2 separate regions of the Gasterosteus aculeatus genome follow, and region 2 is linked to region 1. The links are chromatin contacts, called in public Hi-C maps. All regions are on one chromosome and are shown on one strand. Each heading gives the region's core, a stretch centred on a gene start, on an enhancer-like site or on the middle of the called end of the contact. The rest is flanking DNA. Distances are from core to core; before and after follow the strand shown.

What was found. A called contact is a pair of places that touch in the nucleus more often than the background predicts.
Region 2: a contact with region 1 is called in a Hi-C map of whole body, with 1.5 times the contacts expected there. The contact joins the enhancer-like site here to the promoter of fbrsl1 in region 1. A contact is called at or near these places in 2 of 6 Hi-C or Micro-C datasets (skeletal muscle and whole body).

The regions. Positions count from the first base shown.
Region 1 is chr13:16,926,032-16,930,829 of fGasAcu3.hap1.1, forward strand. It overlaps fbrsl1 (fibrosin-like 1), which reads left to right and starts at 1,942. Exons shown (of 19, transcript XM_078087546.1): 1 at 1,942-3,505. The coding sequence starts at 3,200.
Region 2 is chr13:16,969,820-16,974,810 of fGasAcu3.hap1.1, forward strand. The region is part of intron 1 of fbrsl1 (fibrosin-like 1); the gene reads left to right. Among protein-coding and RNA genes, the nearest start is that of fbrsl1, 44 kb to the left of the region's middle. Within about 2 kb of position 1,637, at least 7 of the 9 cell types and tissues checked have open chromatin away from gene starts, as enhancers often do.

The sequences.
Region 1 (4,798 bases), core at 692-3,191:
TAATTTGTCGGAAAAAGTGACAAATTGACAGAGTTAGCGATCATCAATCGTAATCTTGACGAATGTGTTAAAAAACACTTTAACTATGATTTTTTTGCCATATTGATGTTATTTCCATATATGTTTTAGTGAGCGAGGCTTTGGAAAAAGCTGGCATCTGACATAAAAAAAGAAAGAATAAAACATGCACGGGCACAATGATTTAATATTGATGTTCTTGTCTGGCAAAGGTTTGCAAAGCGGCACAAAATCTGCCAGTTGAGCCATGACGATACCTTAAGGCAGCTGAGAGATGGCTTCCACAATAGGCGAATGTAGTCTCGATACTGACTGTGCACAATTTATGATGTGAGACCAAGAGAATTTATTTCGTGGGGATTTGTGTCTTCCAGCTTTCTTGTGTTCTACTGTGAAATCTGGGCTTATTGATTGAGGACACACTGTGTACTTGAGGAGAATTCCTTTTTTCTTTTTTCATAAAAAAAAAAAAAGAAATGTATCGCTTAAATCAGATCCTTCACCTCTCAATCCCACGTACACGCAGCACACTCTTCGAATCGAAGGTGGAAAATCTCAACAGAAAAGAAACAAGAAGCACCCCCCCGACGCTGACGACACCGGATGATCCCTTATCGAGGTGGCAGAGGCAAAGAAAAACAATTCTGACGCGTTAAACATCATAAAAGCGTGACAGGCCGCCTCCCTTCGGCTCCCAGCGCAGCCGTGGCTCAGCGTCTCGAGGATTAATTCCCCCCCACCCGCAGCACACAGCGTTTGCATAAAAGTACTTTCGTTTTTGCATTTCGGTGCCCCGGCTCGCAGTTTCACAGAAGATTCTCCACAGGAAAGAACATTCCCACACCTGAGCCGCCTGAACACTGCCTGAACACTTCTGCCTGGCGCTCGCCGCTTTGCTTTCGCTGCTAGTAGTAGATGTTTTGTCTCCTTCTCGCACACCTTCCCGTGAGATAATTACCAGTAAGCCTGTGATATTAAGTGTTCATCATCAGTGCTTCTCTCAGTGATGAGAGGTGTTAACCGGCCGGATGTACGTAGCTCACAGGCGTCTTCTCTCATCAGACAGGACGAGCCGCTGACTCAACGGGATGAGGTTGTTTACCATGAGCGTGTCCTCGCCTCGTCCATGACTTGGATTCATCTCATCCTTGCATTGCATGTCACACTCGTCTTTTCGGTCGATTCCAATGGGTTGTCTAAATGCATGCGTTGAGGTTCTGCCACAGTACTGCAGCTTGATGATGTCAGGTGGCGTTTTAGATTCAGTGAAAGGCGTCTTGCCGGGAATTAAAATGTGGGATAAAAGATTCACACCTTGACCGAGGTGCATTTACTGCTCAGAGCGAGAGAGGAAGTTACCAAATAAACAAAGTATGATGCAAATACTCACCAGGCATTTACAAAGGAGGAACCTCTTCCCTGCCATCTGGAACTCGATTAGATGTTTTATAAATGTCCTTCGTAATTTAACGTAAAATGCAATGTTTAATTTCTTTAATCTTTCTAGGCTGAGTTTGATGTTGTGAATACGTTGTGTGTGTTACAGTGTGACAAAGAGGAAGGACGGTAGAAGAGTCATGTACAGATTGTTTCTTTCCAACTGTTTCATACATTACACTTTTATTTGCTGCCTATACAAGCTCGCATACTGTTGTTTGCAGCATGGATTGAATGTGGTGCAGTGATCCTTTGACTTTTGACCATCAACGCCAATATAATGCGTAATATAACCGTATGTTAACAAAGCATTTTAGACATTCATATGGGTTTGATTAAAAAAAGCGAAGGCGCGGCCAGAGTTGGTGTGTGTGATGTCCAACATGGACAGAATGGGGAAGATGTCAAAGCCTGATAGATGACGTCTGTGTGTGTGTGTGTGTGTGTGTGTGTGTGTGTGTGTGTGTGTGTGTGTGTGTGTGTGTGTGTGTGCCAGTGACAACAGTCCGTGGGACAATCGCGATGTGGCATCAGCTCTCGCAGACAGACAGACTCAAATAGTGCAAGAGAAGGATTTTTTCTTCTTTCTTTTTTTTTTTTTTTACACCAGTTTCCTTCCTACGCCGGAGTGCGAACCAGAGGCGGCGGAAGTACGTCATCGACGTGGGCTCTCGCCACCGCGTCTCTTAATTTCGGATTGAGGGGAGAAAGGAGAGGGATGGGGGGGGAGATTGTAATCACTCCTGTCGCTTTAAGGACACTTATCAAAGCCGTTTTATGCGAATAGAGAGAGAGAGCGAGAAAAGGAGAAAGTCCCACGAGCCCCCGGAGCAAAGTGAGCAGCGAAGTGACGGAGCGGATTTATAGGAAACTCTACGTGATCTAAACTGGAATAGACCGCTTCACCGCCTCACGGAGTTTGGGCTGCACGCACACACAACCGCGCGCGCACACACACACACACACACACACACTGGATGCTTGTCTCGTTTCGGAGGCTTTCGGAGTATTTAGCGAATATTGCGCTGAAGTAGCGTCCAGACCGCCGGAGCGGGGAGAGGAACGCGGGTGTTTCTTCGTTCTTTCCCGCGGGGAGAATTCGCTGCTTCTTCCCTCCTCGGGCGGCGAGCGGTCGATGAGGGGACCGTGCTAACGTTCGCTCTCGGGACGGATCGTATCCCGGAGCCGTTTATTTGACAGCCCCCCCCTGGATCATGGGTCGGGGGGGCGGCGGCGGTGGAAAACAACAACGGGCAGCGACATGATTTCCCTGCTTCGTCTGCGCCACGCAGCGAGGCCGGGCTCCGACCACCGCTCCTTGTTATTCCCACGCAAACAAAAAGTTACAGCGCGGCCGTGACGCCTCGCGGATTTCAACTATTTCGCCGTTTTTTCTTTTTTTTTTTTTTGCACCTGCTTCGGCGGACGCCGCGTCGACACGCCGCCGATTCGTGACGAGAATAGCGCGTGGATCCGCGTCGCGTCGCCCGAGCGGGGGGGGGCACCTGAACATTTGGGCTCATCGTAAATGGAGATCGGGGAGGTGTGTGCCCAAGGTCATTGAGTGCTACCCGGCCGTATTTTTGTGTTGTTATCGAAACGCGCACACACACACACACACACACGCAGCGCCGTCGTCTACGTTGCAGCGCAGCCTACAATTGTCAGTCCGGTGGTCGCGCGCCGTGGAGTTGTTGCGTTGCTATTTGTCTCCGGACACCGCGAGCTTCCGTCTCCCGACAGCATGGACGGCGCGTTGAAGCCGGGTCGGAGATGCCGGACCAAGCGGGAGCGGGTGCGCAGGCTGCGGGAGGCGGGAAGCAGAGACGCCCGCCGCAGCCCCGACCCCAACTCCTCCTGCTCCGACAGGGAGGGACACAGTCCGGGGAGGGACGCCGCCTCGCTGCCCGGCAAGAAGGCGCCGCGCCCCGCGGCCCCCGCCAGAGCCCCGCGTCCCCCCCGGCGGAAGAGACGCGAGTCGAGCTCGCAGGAGGAGGACATCATTGATGGATTTGCTATCGCCAGTTTCATCAGCCTGGACCGCCTGGAGGTAAGCAACGGGTTACCTGTGTGTGTGTGTGTGTGTGTGTGTGTGTGTGTGGGGGGGTCTGCAGCATTCTTCAACAGTGGAGTGGTTCTCAAAGAGGGGCTCCTTGAGCCCCCCCCCCCCCCCCCCCTAACCCCCCACTCCAGCAATGCGAGGACTAGTCCAATTCTTCTCTAATTGACTCAAGAGGATGTCAATTACACTGAATAAGGATGACTCCTAAACTTCTGATTTAGAGGAGCCCCCCCCCCCCTCCCAACACACACACACACAGATATTGGTTCAATATGTGAGCCATGTTGATTGGATTGGAATGTGTCTGTTGGGGGTCCCTGAGATGATGCTGTTGGACACGACTCTCTTTGAGCGATATTGCAAGTTGAAGGTTTTTGTGGGTGAGATGTTGGTGATGTTGAGGGAAGTTGTGATTCACTGCTCGCTGTCAGTGCACTCTTGACATTTTGCTCTTTTAATAAAGTGCCATTGATCTGTTACAGGCTGATACGGCGCGTGCTGGTAACGGCGTCTCTGTCATCACCGTTCTGTGTGTGTGTGTGTGTGTGTGTGAATGATTTTAGGAACAAAGGAGCTTCTCTTGTGATTTCCTCTTGTCTCTTTTACCTCCATTGTTTTCCAAATGACCGATAAACCATTGCTCCCAGTGGGACGTCAGGCTGACTGACAAAGCAGGCAGGTGTAGGCTGGTGCTTTTATTTCCATGGCTGGTTGTGGGAACTGTAGTACTACAGTGGTTGAAACATAAATCACTAGCTTTGATAAACGCAGCCAGCCCACTGAAGTCTGTATATTTTAAGATGATGACCTCATTTCAATGACAACCTCCCATGTGGGCTTAGCGGTATTAATCAGTCACGATTGACTCTTGCCGCCTACATAGTGCTTAGTCAGTATAATGCTCCAATACAGATTTGAAGCAAAATGACTGCATGAAACAGAAAGCAGCTGTCCCAGCCTCACACACACACACACACAGGTTCACACTTTATAGCTACTAAAGCATGTTCAACGTTACACATCAAACTCCGTACAGTAGGACGTCCCCACCCTTTATCAGCTTGGATCATCCCCCCCTGTTTAGTGTCCCGGTGAGGCTGCTCCCTTAAGATAAACTCCTAACTTTTGTTGTCAGATGTGCATCCAATTGGCGTGTCGCTTGGCGTTCGCATGGCTTTGTGCGAGTGCGCTGAGGAGATGCATTTGCGTGCGCGTCTGCCCTTTGCGCGCCGCCGCTGACACTTCTGACAGCTGCCGACCGTGAGGGGCTCCGAGGGTGTC
Region 2 (4,991 bases), core at 387-2,886, 43 kb after region 1:
ATGACTTCCTTGGCTGCGAGAGGCACTCGGGAGGGGGACAGGGGGAGAGGTGGAAGAGGAGGAGGGGGTGCGCCGAGTTGTATCGCTTCAGCAAAATGTAATAGCGATAAAATGAGGTGCTTGACGGCTGAGAAATGATCACAGGATTGGCAGCGCCGGTTTTCTAAAGGCAGTTTGAATATTAAGTCACCGGACATGAGGGGAATAGACCTTTTAAAAGCCCGTAGCCAGATGTCATTAACCAGGCCGAGGGAGGGAGACGGAGCGGACGGGGGTCGGAGCTGCTCCCCAGACAGCAAGACACACATGGTTCCCCTCATTGGCCCGTAAACATAACTACGTGCAGTATTGCTTTCTTTTTTTTATTGAGGCAGCGTAAAGTTTTGAGCAAAGAGACACAAAGCCGGGTCAGGCGAGGCCTGGGCTTGCATTGGCAGGCCCGGACGCTCTGCAGCTGCCAATTTTCCCTGTGAAAAACGTAAACAGGCAGTCAGGACCAGCGCACACTGCTGATCTACCGCTCGCTGCGCAACGCCCCTCGGAAAGACTGGGGCAGAAGGCGGCCGTGCGAGGGCTTCGGAAGGGCGAGGATGCATCTTAGACCAGCGTATTAGGTGATTGCGCCGGTATTGATGGAGAAAAGTGTATCAGCGAATGAGTGTCGGGAAGACGATTTTGGGCGGCGGGGACGTCTCACACGGGAGAAAAGACGTGGAGACGAGCTGCGCATGAGCTCTGGGGATTTGATCTCAGACTATTTTTGGGGATGCTGGAAATACCCGCATACTTGCTCTTGTGCCCAGTAAGCTTTTGATCTCAAGGATTTCTAACCCAAATCAGTCCTGAGTCCAGGTTCCTGTGTCTGTGCATACTTTATTCTCTTCTGTCCACTCGTCCCACACGCCGAGCCATCCAAACAACGATCCGTTCCATTCAGCAGATTGACCCCGGAGCGTCTCTCCCTCGGCTCCTCAAGGGTTGTGAGGCTCAATCAGCTGTCGATTCCACATCGCAGCGTGCCGCTGCTGCAGAGAGGAGCGCATCGTGTTTATCTGCAGTGACAGCTGGCTGGAGGCAGCGGGGAGGGGGGGGGGGGGGGGGGACACTGTCGCTGTGCCTAGTTTGTCTGTGATCTGGCATCTGCCCAGACACTCCACCTTTGGCTGGGCCCACTGTTGTACACCACCGCTCCGTCTTCACTCCCTCTCCCTTTCTTTTCCTTTCCTTTTAGTCCCCCCCTTTCTATCGCCGCAGTAGATTGGCGCCCTCGTACTCGGGGCAAGCCGCGCGAGTGAGCGGCTATTCATCGGCCTTGCCGCCACACGTGTTGTTAATTTCGCACGGACCCATCGAGAGCCGGCGCGTGTGATTCGAGGCGACCCGGCCTGTGCAGCCGGGCCGGCCAAATCTGTCTTTTCCCGCTCGCTGTTCGCCAAGCGCTGCTCCTTTGCCTCCAAGCAGGCAGATTTCAGGATGTCTGGCTGTGCAGGAGTGCCCATTCGCTGTGATTATTTCATCATGCTAGCAGTCGAGTTGCGATAGGAAAAAAAGAGAAAGGCGGCGAGATGAGTCACCGTTAGCCCTCTGCTCTGATTCCACTCTTCATTTTCACAGAGGGGGGGCTCCTGTAATGAAACGCTGCCCCCGCAAACAAACCTGCTCCTCTCACGCAGGGCTTCACGAGGGCTTCCTGATGAGTTGGCAGCTGTTTTGTATTTTATTTTGGTTACCATTGCCCGGGCACCGTTCCGCCGCCCCGTGTTAAAGTAGATCCTCTGCCTGCCGCGGCTGAGCAAGGGTCAACAAGGAGGAAATTTACTCTATTTGTAACCTCAAAGATTTGTTTGTCTTCAGCTGGTTTCGCTAAGCGCCAGCCGCCTGTTCACACTCCCGCCGCCGCTTTTGATGTGTGTCTTTTTGCTACTTATGCGGTGTTGTGTTGACATTTGACCAGAGTGCTTCTGTAATCTGTTTTTCTCCCCTCGCTGCCTGAGAGCAGGAGCTGTATAAACATGTCCTTCCTCCACGGGAGGCGGAGGGATCATTCCTCATTACCGGGAAGGCAGCGAGACCAGAGGCGCACAGCCACTGCTGCTGTAGGAGTGGCAGCGGCGCGGGCTCTCGTGCCGTGCATGCATGCACTTTATACGCACACAATAGGAACAAGGCGGATCACAACGGGATCCTGGGAAGAGAAACTCCACCAGCCAGATTTCATTTCTTGACGGTAAATTGTTAGTGGCACCGCAAACAATTCAGGTTTCCACCTCGGACGATTTAAGTTCATGGAGCTATTCCCATTGCAGCCTTTTGTTTCTGGTCTTGGGAGACATCTTGACTAAACCGCCTTCGCACCTCACCACACTTGCGTGGCGTAGCGGGCGAGCGGACGCGGCGGCCCATCAGCCTGGCCTCACATCGCCGCTCGTACACTGCAGCGGCTGATGAGACATCATTCAGACCCACTGGGACCCTCGCACCGGGCCCCCCGACGCTGTGCTCCCCACTAGATGACTGACAGGCTGCTTCCCACGCGGAGGCAGCTTGTGCAGGCGCCGGTTACGCAGTCAAGTGAAAGGTTTCTCCCATAGCGGAGGATAATAGGGGCCACTTCAACTAATAACTAAGTGATTCATTAAGAGTTGCTTTCATTTCCTCCGTCCACTAGCTTTTTATTCATTCCTCTGCCTCATTCATTAATTTAATTCCTCCAACATCGCTTCTCAAATGCTTTTCATTATTAGTCCACTTACATTAATACAGTTCTGCAGGGTTGTCCGTGTCTAAATGTGTCTAAACGTGTATGAGGTTTGCATTTGGAGAAATTTTGGTCTTCCAACTGTTTCAGATTCATACAAGAAGCACCCTGGAGAGCAGAATATTTTACCATTAAATACGTAGATATGTAGATTCAAGGTTCTGTGTGTGTGTGTGTGTGTGTGTGTGTGTGTGTGTGTGTGTAATAACAGCAAAACATACAGACCCTCTGGTCTCTATTAAAGATGTGCACAGATGGCACAGATCTGGGGGTATTTCCATGGTTAAACTGCGTGTGGTTTTATACTTAATGTGCCTTTATGAATATTATTAGTCAAATAATTACTCAATTCTCATCTACGTGTATGTACATGCATTACAAAATAGTCTGACACTGTATAAATAATGTAAATTGTCCCTTTTTTTGTTTATAAAATCAACACACATTATTTTATACCAATTACCTAACATTCACTCTTACAGCTTTGGTTGGGAGGCCTCATGTGAGAACTAGGTAAAAATGAAATGGAGAAAGAAAGAATTTAATAATTGAACAAAAACCTAAAATCCGAATAATACGACTATATGCAAATGTTCAGAAGTGTTAAATATATAGACTATAAGATAAGCTTGATACTGTATTATTCCAGTATTATTCCTGCCATGGGCAACATTTATATATTCAGGTAAAACAGGACCGGGTAAAATTGTTCTTTGCAAACCAAGAGAACTTGATAAACAATAAAAGAGTGAAGTGCTGTTCTGTTTATAACTTCAAAGGATACTTGTGGATCTGCTGCAGGATTAGCACCACTTTCCTGCCTTCAGTGTGACATGGCACTTTACCAAGAAAAACCATAGTGTAAGCTGTACTCCCATGTTACTGACCCCTGCAACGCCTCATCTAGCAGGACACACACATTTGAACCCCCGTTGAACCAGTGTCACGTCCTATTACAACTCGCAGCCCTTTTTCTCTCAAAGTGTGTTGGAGAGAAATAATGATGATGGTATCTATTCGGCCTTCAGTGGATGGTCATGAGAAACAGGGTGAAAGACTGCATGGGACATAGTGCTTAGCAGTTGCACTGTAGTGACCCTCCCTCCCTCCCCCGTTCCATCATCTCCAGTAATTAGTTACACGGCTCAGGAGTGAGTTGTCAGGCAGCGGATTGCCCAGTGTTCTCTTTTCTCCTGTCACCATTTTCATATCCTTCTCTTTATCTTCTTCCCGGTGAAGTGGATTGATGCCAAGACCTCAGCATAGAAATCTCTCTTATTTTCTTATTCTCTCTCTCTCTCTCTGTCTCTCTCTTCCCCTCAACATTACTCTACATGTTAAACACGGTATTAGAGTGTACTCGGCAGCGTGCAATTACACAGCAAGCACTGATACATCTAGAGTCAAACAGGCTTTTCTCTCTCCGCTCACTTGTCTGCTGCAGGGCAGTGCAGCCTGGGGGTAATTGTATTGCTGTCAGCCCTTGGTTGATGAGTTGCCAGTGTAATTGCTTTATGGTTTGACCTCATGGGCCCATGTTTTTCAAACATGGGCCCTGGTCAAGGATCTGCACTGGGCAGATGAGTGACGAGAAGGCGGCATGTGTTTGTGTGCATATGTAGTCGGTGGAAGCAGGACGGATACGTAAGTGCTCTAATGCTCTGCGTTGCCCCCTGTGTGCTGTGTTATTCTTTACTGGGTTTCAAAGTGCGGCGCTCTGCCTCCACCAGCATCTGAGCCAATTGAATTGTTAAGCATATAAAATGCACAATTTTGATCTCTTGACACTGTATTCTTTCGGTTCTCACCTTTTCTGCTGCTCTTCTGCCAAAATACACATTATATTTTACGACTAGTACATTGCCAGCTTCTAATTGTTAATGAAGAACCTTTGTACAGTCGTCAAAGCAATTTATTGTGTTGAAAACATCTTTAATCCACCACCAAATTGTTAATGGATTGCTAAATAATCTCTGCTGCTTGGCGATTTGACCAAAACCGAAATGTTTGTATCGGGTTATATATTCTCTACCGGCCAGTAGAATAAGCTTCTTACAGTTCCTTCGAGGGGTGTCCATAAACTAGCGTTAGATGATTGCATGATGTCATCCTTAGACAGGCCATTAACCGCCAGCTCGTTAGTGGTCATTAGTGAGCAAATTACCAGCAGCTGGTGGATAGGGAGAAGTCGTCATTGGTTTCCCAGTTAAACTATTACACATATCGCTTATGT